2 separate regions of the Pan troglodytes genome follow, and region 2 is linked to region 1. Evidence: chromatin contacts called from public HiChIP or PLAC-seq data. All regions are on one chromosome and are shown on one strand. Each heading gives the region's core, a stretch centred on a gene start, on an enhancer-like site or on the middle of the called end of the contact. The rest is flanking DNA. Distances are from core to core; before and after follow the strand shown.

What was found. HiChIP or PLAC-seq counts read pairs in DNA pulled down with a chosen protein or histone mark.
Region 2: an H3K4me3 HiChIP or PLAC-seq map of stem cell-derived excitatory neurons shows a contact between it and region 1, with 3 times the contacts expected there. The contact joins the promoter of UBTF here to the promoter of GRN in region 1. A contact is called at or near these places in 1 of 7 Hi-C or Micro-C datasets (stem cell-derived neural progenitor cells) and 1 of 1 datasets of contacts at active chromatin or transcription factors (stem cell-derived excitatory neurons).

What each region holds. Positions count from the first base shown.
Region 1 is chr19:23,553,783-23,557,909 of NHGRI_mPanTro3-v2.0_pri, reverse strand. It overlaps GRN (granulin precursor), which reads left to right and starts at 1,995. Exons shown (of 13, transcript XM_016931655.3): 1 at 1,995-2,236.
Region 2 is chr19:23,675,622-23,679,900 of NHGRI_mPanTro3-v2.0_pri, reverse strand. It overlaps UBTF (upstream binding transcription factor), which reads right to left and starts at 2,837. Exons shown (of 20, transcript XM_054671405.2): 1 at 1,848-2,837.

The DNA of each region.
Region 1 (4,127 bases), core at 746-3,245:
AGCACTATTGACCTTTTGGGCAGGATACTTCTTTGTTGTGGGGGATTGTTCTGTGTGTCGTGTGATGTTTAGTGGGATTGCTGGCCCTTACCTACCAGATGCCAGTGTCCCTCCACCCTGAGTTGTGACAACCCAGATTGTCTCCAGACACTCCTAAATGTCCCTGGCCGGCAAAATTGCCACTGCTCAAGAATCACGGCTTTGACGATTAGACTTTGTGATATTTGTTTCAGTCTGTTTAGGTTTTTTTTCTTCTACCTGTATTTTTTTCTGGTTCTGGGTGGTTGTAATTAGTAGGTTATTGATCGATTCACCTAACATTTCATGAAAGTTTCATGTGTGTGTGTGTCTCAGTAGAAGCATAAACTATACTCCCTAGTCTCAAGATACACAGAAAGGAAAATAAGCACAAATGTGTCACCAGGGCACAGACTAGTACTAGGTCCTCAGCAGGCCAGGTGTCTTATCCGCTGTCTGGGTCTGCTCTAGCTCCAGGCTTAGAACCCCTGCCACACGACTCCACAGCTCGGTTGGCACCCTTTCCCTCCTCCGACTTCTGCTGCCTCGAGCTTGGTTAGCCATCCCCCTGCCCCTGCCTCATCCTCAGCTCCAGTTCCTTGCTCAGGCTGCAGCAGTCTCCATCCCCTGTGCAGACACTGCCGTTCCTCCACGGCCCAGTATCAGGCTTTCCCTGGGCCTCTCCTCTCTCCTGGCCCATCTCCCATCACCCATCTCTGCCTGGCCCAGGCCCTTTGGCACCAAGCAGGCTGACTCTTGTCACTGGCTAATCTGTTCTGTGGTACATTTTCTCTCCTCACCCTCCCATATCAATTCCTCGAAGGCAGGGCCGATCTGGAGACTAGGAAGCCACTTCTCTTTCGACAGCCCCCACCACAGCCCAGCCCGTGCCAGGCACCCAGCAGCTCCTGAAGCCCACTGGCATTGAACATGGCATTCAATCCCTGCCAAGCCTGCCCTTCCCATCTGGTTTCCCAGGGCTCTTCCCAACACCTCCTCCTCCACCTGCCAGTTAAAATCTTCCCAGACTCAGCTCAAGGAGATGCTCCTAAGGTGGAATGAAATCTCTTCTTCCCCACCTGGAGACAATCTACTTCCTGTCCCTACACCTGGCAACTGGCGCACAACCTTGTATCTTAAATTAGATTCAGCCTGAGACAGTCTCCCACCAATCCCTGCTCCCTGTCCTGCTGAGCACCTTGAGGAAAGGGCTTTGGGGCTGTTTATCTTTGTCCTGGAAACCATCCTTCAACTCACTCTGGGGCCTGCCTAGCATGTCATCCGAGTTTGGAGAATAGGGCAGAATAGGGCAGGACAGGACAGGACAAGACAGGGCAGGATAGGATAGGAGCGAGCCAGCCCAGTAGCTCACACTTGTAATCCCAGCGCCTTGGGGGGCTGCGGTAGGAGAATCGCTTTGGGAGCAGGAGTTGCAGGCCGCAGTGAGCTATGATCAGCTTGGGCGACTGAGCGAGACCCTGTCTCTAAAACAAACACACAAGTCCGGGCGCGGTGGCTCATGCCTGTAATCTTAGCACTTTGGGAGGCCGAGGTGGGCGGATCACGAGGTCAAGAAATCGAGACCATCCTGGCCAACATGGTGAAACCCCGTCTCTACTAAAAATACAAAAATTAGCTGGACGTGGTGGTGCGCGTCTGTAGTCCCAGCTACTCGGGAGGCTGAGGCAGGAGAATCGCTTGAACCCGGGAGGCAGAGGTTGCAGTGAGCCGAGATCGTGCCACTGCACTCCAGCCTGGCGACAGAGTGAGACTCCGTCTCAGAACAAACAAACAAACAAAATGATAGAAAGGGGAGCACAAATATTCCCAATTCATAACACTCCCTCGCACTGTCAATGCCCCAGACACGCGCTATCATCTCTAGCAAACTCCCCCAGGCGCCTGCAGGATGGGTTAAGGAAGGCGACGAGCACCAGCTGCCCTGCTGAGGCTGTCCCGACGTCACATGATTCTCCAATCACATGATCCCTAGAAATGGGGTGTGGGGCGAGAGGAAGCAGGGAGGAGAGTGATTTGAGTAGAAAAGAAACACAGCATTCCAGGCTGGCCCCACCTCTATATTGATAAGTAGCCAATGGGAGCGGGTAGCCCTGATCCCTGGCCAATGGAAACTGAGGTAGGCGGGTCATCGCGCTGGGGTCTGTAGTCTGAGCGCTACCCGGTTGCTGCTGCCCAAGGACCGCGGAGTCGGACGCAGGTAGGAGAGCGGCCGCGCAGACCTCTCGCCTGCTCCTGCCCAGGGGCCCGGCCAGGGCCATGTGAGCTTGAGGTTCCCCTGGAGTCTCAGCCGGAGACAACAGAAGAACCGCTTACTGAAACTCCTTGGGGGTTCTGATACACTAGGGGGAGTTTTATGGGAAAGAGGAAGCAGTAATTGCAGTGACGCCCCGTTAGAAGGGGCTTTCTACCTCCCCAGCATTCCCCCAAAGCAGGGACCACACCATTCTTGACCCAGCTCCACCCCTGTCGGTAGGTGCTGGCTTCTTCCCCTCTCCTGGTGGTGGTGGGTGGTTCCCGCGGCGGCCTGGAGCCGGAGGGGCGCGCGACCCTGGGCTGGGAGCTCCGAGGGCCTGGGAACGAGACCTGAGACCTTGGCTTCTCGAAGGTAGTAGGGACTTGGGAGTGGTGACTGAACCTGGTCTGGCTCCTCCTTACTTCCTCTTGTTGCGGGTGGGACGAGCTAGCTTCCGCCTCTCCCAGCCACTTTTTCCTGCTCATTTGCAGCTAGGTTGGCTCCCCTTTTGGGAATTTCCTCTCCCCTTGGCACTCGGAGTTGGGGGGTGCCACCTAGTGGAAGATAACGGAGCTAGGGTCTTGAAGAGGCTGCTGTCCCCTCTGGCTGTTTTGGCGGTGTAGGGTGGCATGAGAGACTGCGACTCGCCTCCTCATCCCTGTTTCTGTATGCGTGTGCGTGTATTCAGTAGAAGCATACACTATACTCCCTCAATTGAGGGTAAACAGGAGGGGCCACATGCACAGGTAACTCACCAGGGAGCCGAACACTCCTGTGCAGACAGACTCCCCTTCCCCGCAAGCCATGGCAGCGGACAGCCTGCTGAGAACACCCAGGAAGCAGGCGGTGCCAGCTGCAGGTGCTTTGCCTGGGAGCTGTGGGGCTGAGGAGAGGGTCCACTGTCCAGGACCAGTGAACTTCATCCTTATCTGTCCAGGAGGTGGCCTCTTGGGGATGCTGAGTTAGGGGAGGGGCACTTGAGGAAAGCCAGGTGGAGCAGAGAGGATGTGAGTGACTGGGTGGGTGAGATTTCCTGCCCCTCCCCCCGCAGTGGTATCCACACCTAGACTCGTGGGGTAACTGAGGCACAGACAGAGAGCAACTTCTCAGGCCCTCACAGTTGGCAATTCTAGGATTAGGACCCAAGTGCGATTTCCAGGCAGTCCCTGTACCCTGTTTCTGTTGTACCTGTTGCACCATTCCCAGGCACTGCCCATCGTGCCACTAGTGATATGAACCCAGGTCCAATACGCTCTGGGGCCATCAAAGCCTGACGTCACCATGACCTGATGTGTGACATGTTATAGGTGTCCCTTGGTATCTTCACGGAACTGGTTCCAGGACCCCAAAATCTGTGGGTGCTCAAGCCCCTGATATAAAATGGTGTAATATTTGCATATAACCTATACATACTTTAAATCATTTCTAGATTACTTATACCTAATACAATGGAAATGACATGTCGGCTGGGCGTGGTGGCTCATGCCTGTAATCCCACCACTTTGGGAGGCCGTGGCAGGTGGATCACCTGAGGTCTGGAGTTTGAGACCAGCCTGACCAACATGGTGAAACCCCCATCTCTACTAAAAATACAAAAATTAGCCAGGTGTGGCAGCGCACACCTATAATCCCACCTACTTGGGAGGCTGAGGCAGGAGAATTGCTTGAACCTGGGAGGCGGAGTTCGCAGTAAGCTGAGATCGTGCCACTGTACTACAGCCTGGGTGACAGAGCAAGACTCCATCTCAAAAAAAAAGAGAAAAAGAAAAAGAAATGCCATGTAAATAGTTGTGATCCTGAATTGTTTAGGGAATAATAAGAAAGAACAATCTGTAGATGTTCAGTATAGATGCAC
Region 2 (4,279 bases), core at 1,588-4,087, 120 kb before region 1:
TGGGCGCCCACCGCACCCCGCGGTTCGCTCCCTGCCGTCCGGCCCCGACCCCAGCGCGCGTCCTCAGCCGCCTCGGTTACCCGGCGCAGCGCGGCCTCCGGGCTTCCCGCTCCGGCGGCTCCCTCCCTGGCTCTGAGTGGCGGCGCACTCCCCCGCTCGGCCGGGCACAGCCGCAGCTCCCTCCCGCGGCGGCAGCGGCTCCTCCTCCGGGCGAGGCGGCGGCGCTGGGGCGGCGGCTGCTGCTGCTGTGGCGGCGGCGGCGGCGGCTGTGGCTGCTGCCTGCTGCTCCTCGCGGCGAAAAGCACAAAGCACAGCGCCCTCCGCCTGCAGGCAGCCCGCCCGCCGCCGGCCCCGGCCTCAGCTCGCACACCCCCCGCCGCCGCCGCAGCCTCAGCCGCCGGAGCGGGGAGGAGGAGGGAGAAGGGAGGAGGAGGAGCGGGAGGGGGGGGCGGGAGAAGCGGGGCAGCGAGCGCGTCCTTCCCCGTAGAGCGCACACCGACCCCCGGGGAGCGAGCGCCAGCCCGCCCGCCTCGCCGGCTCCGCTCCCTCCCACAGCCTGCCCGGGCGGGCTCCGCGGGGGGCAGCTGGGAGGAGGGGCGGGAGCTGGGGGGACCCGGGCGGCCGAGGCGGAGGGAAGGAAGGAGGGGAGGGGGGTGGTGGTGGTGGTGCTGGCGGCGGCGGCGGCTGCTGCTGCTGCTGCTGCCGCCGCCGCCGGGGAAGGGGGGGGGCCGGGGCAGGGAGACACGCAGCCGCCCGGATGGCGGCGGGGCTCGGAGCCTAGGCGGGCGGGCGGGCGCCGAGAGCGACCTCGCCAGACCCGCGGGGGAACTAGCAGGCTTCGCCGGCGAGGGAGGGAGGGCCGAGGCGCGGCCGCGGAGAGGGTGCCCGGAGGGGCCCCCGGCGTCCGGGGAGGCTCGGGGGGCGCCCACAGCCCTGCTCCGGAGCTCTCCCCCAAGTCCTCCCAGCTCAGACTAGGGCTTCCAGGCCAGCTCTCTCCCGCCTCCCGGAGCGAGCGGTCCGCGCCCACCCTCATCCCCCGGAGCGTGGCCACTGGTTTGGGGCGCACGCACGCCGATCGCGGCGTCCAGCTTCGGTGCCTACCTCGCGGTCCTCTCATCGCCGAACGGCACATACAAAACTTAAAAAAAAAACCCGAAAACTAAAATCTCTGCATTAAAAAAAAAAAAAAATCCCCGTTGCTCTTTACACCCCGGAAACGGCAAGGGAACGACGGGCTCCGGCGGAGGGGCCGCTGTGGGAGCCGGTTCAATCCAGCCCGGCATGGCTCTCCAGGCCTGCCCGGGCGCATGGAGATCGGCGCCGCCGCCACTCGTAGCAACCCCTCTCCCCCGAAATCCGCGGCTCCCGGGCTCACTTACCGAGCGTGTGGATGGGAGCGCAGGCCGGGGGCACCTGGGAGCACGGCGGGCCGAACAGCCGAGCCGCAGCTCCGCTGCAGCCGACGCCGGGGCAGCGAGTCGCCAGACAAAGCCCGAGATGGCGAAGCGGAGCGACGGCTAATGGCGAGCCCCACGCGCCGCGCTCCGCCCGCCCCGCTCCGCCCGCCCGCCCGCCCGCCTCGGCGCAGCGCAGCGCCGCTCCGAGCGCTTGCCCGTCAGAGCCGCCTCGGCGCCGCCGCCTCCCGGGCCACCCCGGCCTCGCCTGGCCCCTCCGCCTCCTCCGGGCGGCTCAGCCTCACCCCTTCCCTCCCACTGCTCTAGGGGTTGCACAAAAAAAATTTTTTTTTTTTTTTTTTAAAAGAAAAATGGTTTTCGTCTTTTTTTTTTCTTTTTGCAGGGCGGGCATGTTGAGACTTTTGGATATTTCTGCCCCCAGCTCGCACTCACCTGCGGAGCCGCCGGGAGGGCTAGGGGTGGGGGCGCGCGGGGCTGGAGCCGGCGAGCGCGGGTTGAAAGCCAGCCAAGCTCTGCAGCGCCCGACCCGGGCGTGTACGCCGCCGCCAGTCCCCGCAGAGAAATCGTCCTCCTACCCCCGCCTCCATCGCTCTGCGTTTCTCTTCCAATCAGCCGGTCGCTTGGTGGCTCCTCCATTCTCCGGCCAAGCCCAGCTGCCTAGAGCGAGCTCCACTCCTCCATCTGTTCGCCGGGGTCCTCGCTCCCCTGCCGGGGCCGGCGAGACGGCGTGAGGCCGGAGGGGTATTTGCAAGGAAACCTGCCTGCTTCCCGCTCCCATTGCTCCATCCCCGCTGCCTCCTGCCTCCTGCTTCTCTCCTGCGTCTTTCCAACTCTCCCCTGTCGCCACTGGTGTGTGTCTGAGTGTGTGCGCGGTTTTTTTTTTTTAATTGCTCTTTGCTTTTGCAACCCTGAAGCAAAAGGGAGGGGGGGGGGTAGTTACAGGAAAAAAAAAAAGCGAGAAAGAAGCTCTTAGATTTGCAACACATCGGAAAACCGGGGGAGCACCCCGCCTTATCCGATCTCCATGCTCCGCAAGGGCCTTCCGGGTTTTAGGACAAGCTTCTCAATGTCCCCTGTTTCGCTGGGTTTAGGATCCGAGGAGTCCGAGCAAAAAGTTCTCCCCCTGGGTCGTAGTGACGGGTGTCGGGGTGGGAGTTGCGGGGATTTTTCAAGAAGCAGCAGCTACCCCGGCGTCGGTCACTGGGCCGGGGTAGGGGAAAGAGCAAAATCCCAGTGGGTTTGCGCGAGGGATCTTCTAGGGTCGAGGCGGGTGTGGGGGGAGTTGGAACCGGGAGACACCGCTTGGCGCATCTCTCCCTCGGTCTCTACCTCCTGTCCTATGCCAGCTCCCCCTTTAATTTTTTTCCTCTCCTTTAATCTAATTTCTTCCAACTCCACCTTTGTTGTTACCGGCGTCACACCCGGACCAGCCAATCCCCGCCACGCAATCAGCTTGTCAAAAAGCCTCGGCCATCCCTAGGAAAGCAGGCCGCAGGCGCTGCCCCCCCGGCGGCGGCGGGCAGCCGCGAGGGGAGCCCAGCACCCGGTTCTCGCTGCCCCGGGTGGCAGCGGGGCAGCCTCCGACAAGACGTCCCTTGGTTCACTGTCCTGCAGGCCGGGGATGAAAGGCCTGGACAGGGTCCACCACCCACTCTCCCACTGCCACGGCCGTGGTTGACTGTCTTTGCCTCCCCTTTTCAGAGGAAAGGTTATCAGGACAGGACGCAGGGAGCCAGAAGACCATCTGAAGGAAGCCCGCTTCCTGGGGCAGCGCCATTGCTCCTGGCTCTCAGGCTGCCAGTCTCCCACACCGACGCTCTACTGCCCGCATCTCGGCCAGCTGGGTCACCCAGCCCCTTTCGACTCTCCCCTGGCACGCAGCCTTCTCCTTCACTCGGCCTGCCTCGCTGCTGCTGTAATTCCTCTTGTCTCCTGGGAGAAATGAGATTGTTTTCCCAGGACTTCCACATCCCACTTCTGTCACGTTTCACAAACAGGGAGGAAGCCCTGTCAAGATCTGGTGTGTCCTGTTTTTTTTTTTTTTTTTTTTTTTTTTTTCCCCAGAGGGCACTGGCATGTAGGAGAAGCGGATTTACCACTAGTAGATGTTAATGAAATTTCAGCTTCTAGGCCCCTAACTTGCAGGACCTGCCCAAGGCCCTGAACTTAATTTTGTTTTCATCATTTGGTATTTTTTTGTCAAAAGAGCCACCGACCACCTCCCCGCTACCCCAGAACTGCACGTGTTTCTGGCCCTACAAACCCAGATCGTCCCTTGGAATATACACAGGGCAATTTGTGTAGGATCACACTGCGCTAAAAGTGAGGCATGGTGGGCTAGGCGCACCGGCTCACACCTGTAATCCCAGCACTTTGGGAGACCAAGACAGGAGGTCTTAAGTGATTAAGCCCAGGAGTTCGAGATCAGCTTAGACAACATAGCAAGATGCTGCCTCTACAAACACACACACCCCCTATTATAATATGTCAAAAAAAAAAAAAAAGGAAAAGTGAGGCATAGAACTGACTTTATTGTTTTGACTAGGAAAGAGCAAAGGGTTTGGAATCAAAAGTCCCAACTTCCCCACCTTCTTAATAGTGTGTGAATCTGAGTGCCTTATTAACCTTCCCTGGTCCCAGTTTCGTATCTGTAAAGTTAGAATAGCAATCCTGTTTAATTTGCTTCTCTCACCAGGGATCAGAAGGTCAAATGAGATGATGTATGTAAAATTGTAAAGTCCTCCACAGATGGCACTTGCCACATTACAGAGAACTTGAGACCCCCCCCCACCAATAATGTTCCAAATCTTCCACATGCAGATCTGGAGTCCAGGTGTCCTGGCTCCTGGCCCTGAACTTTTTGG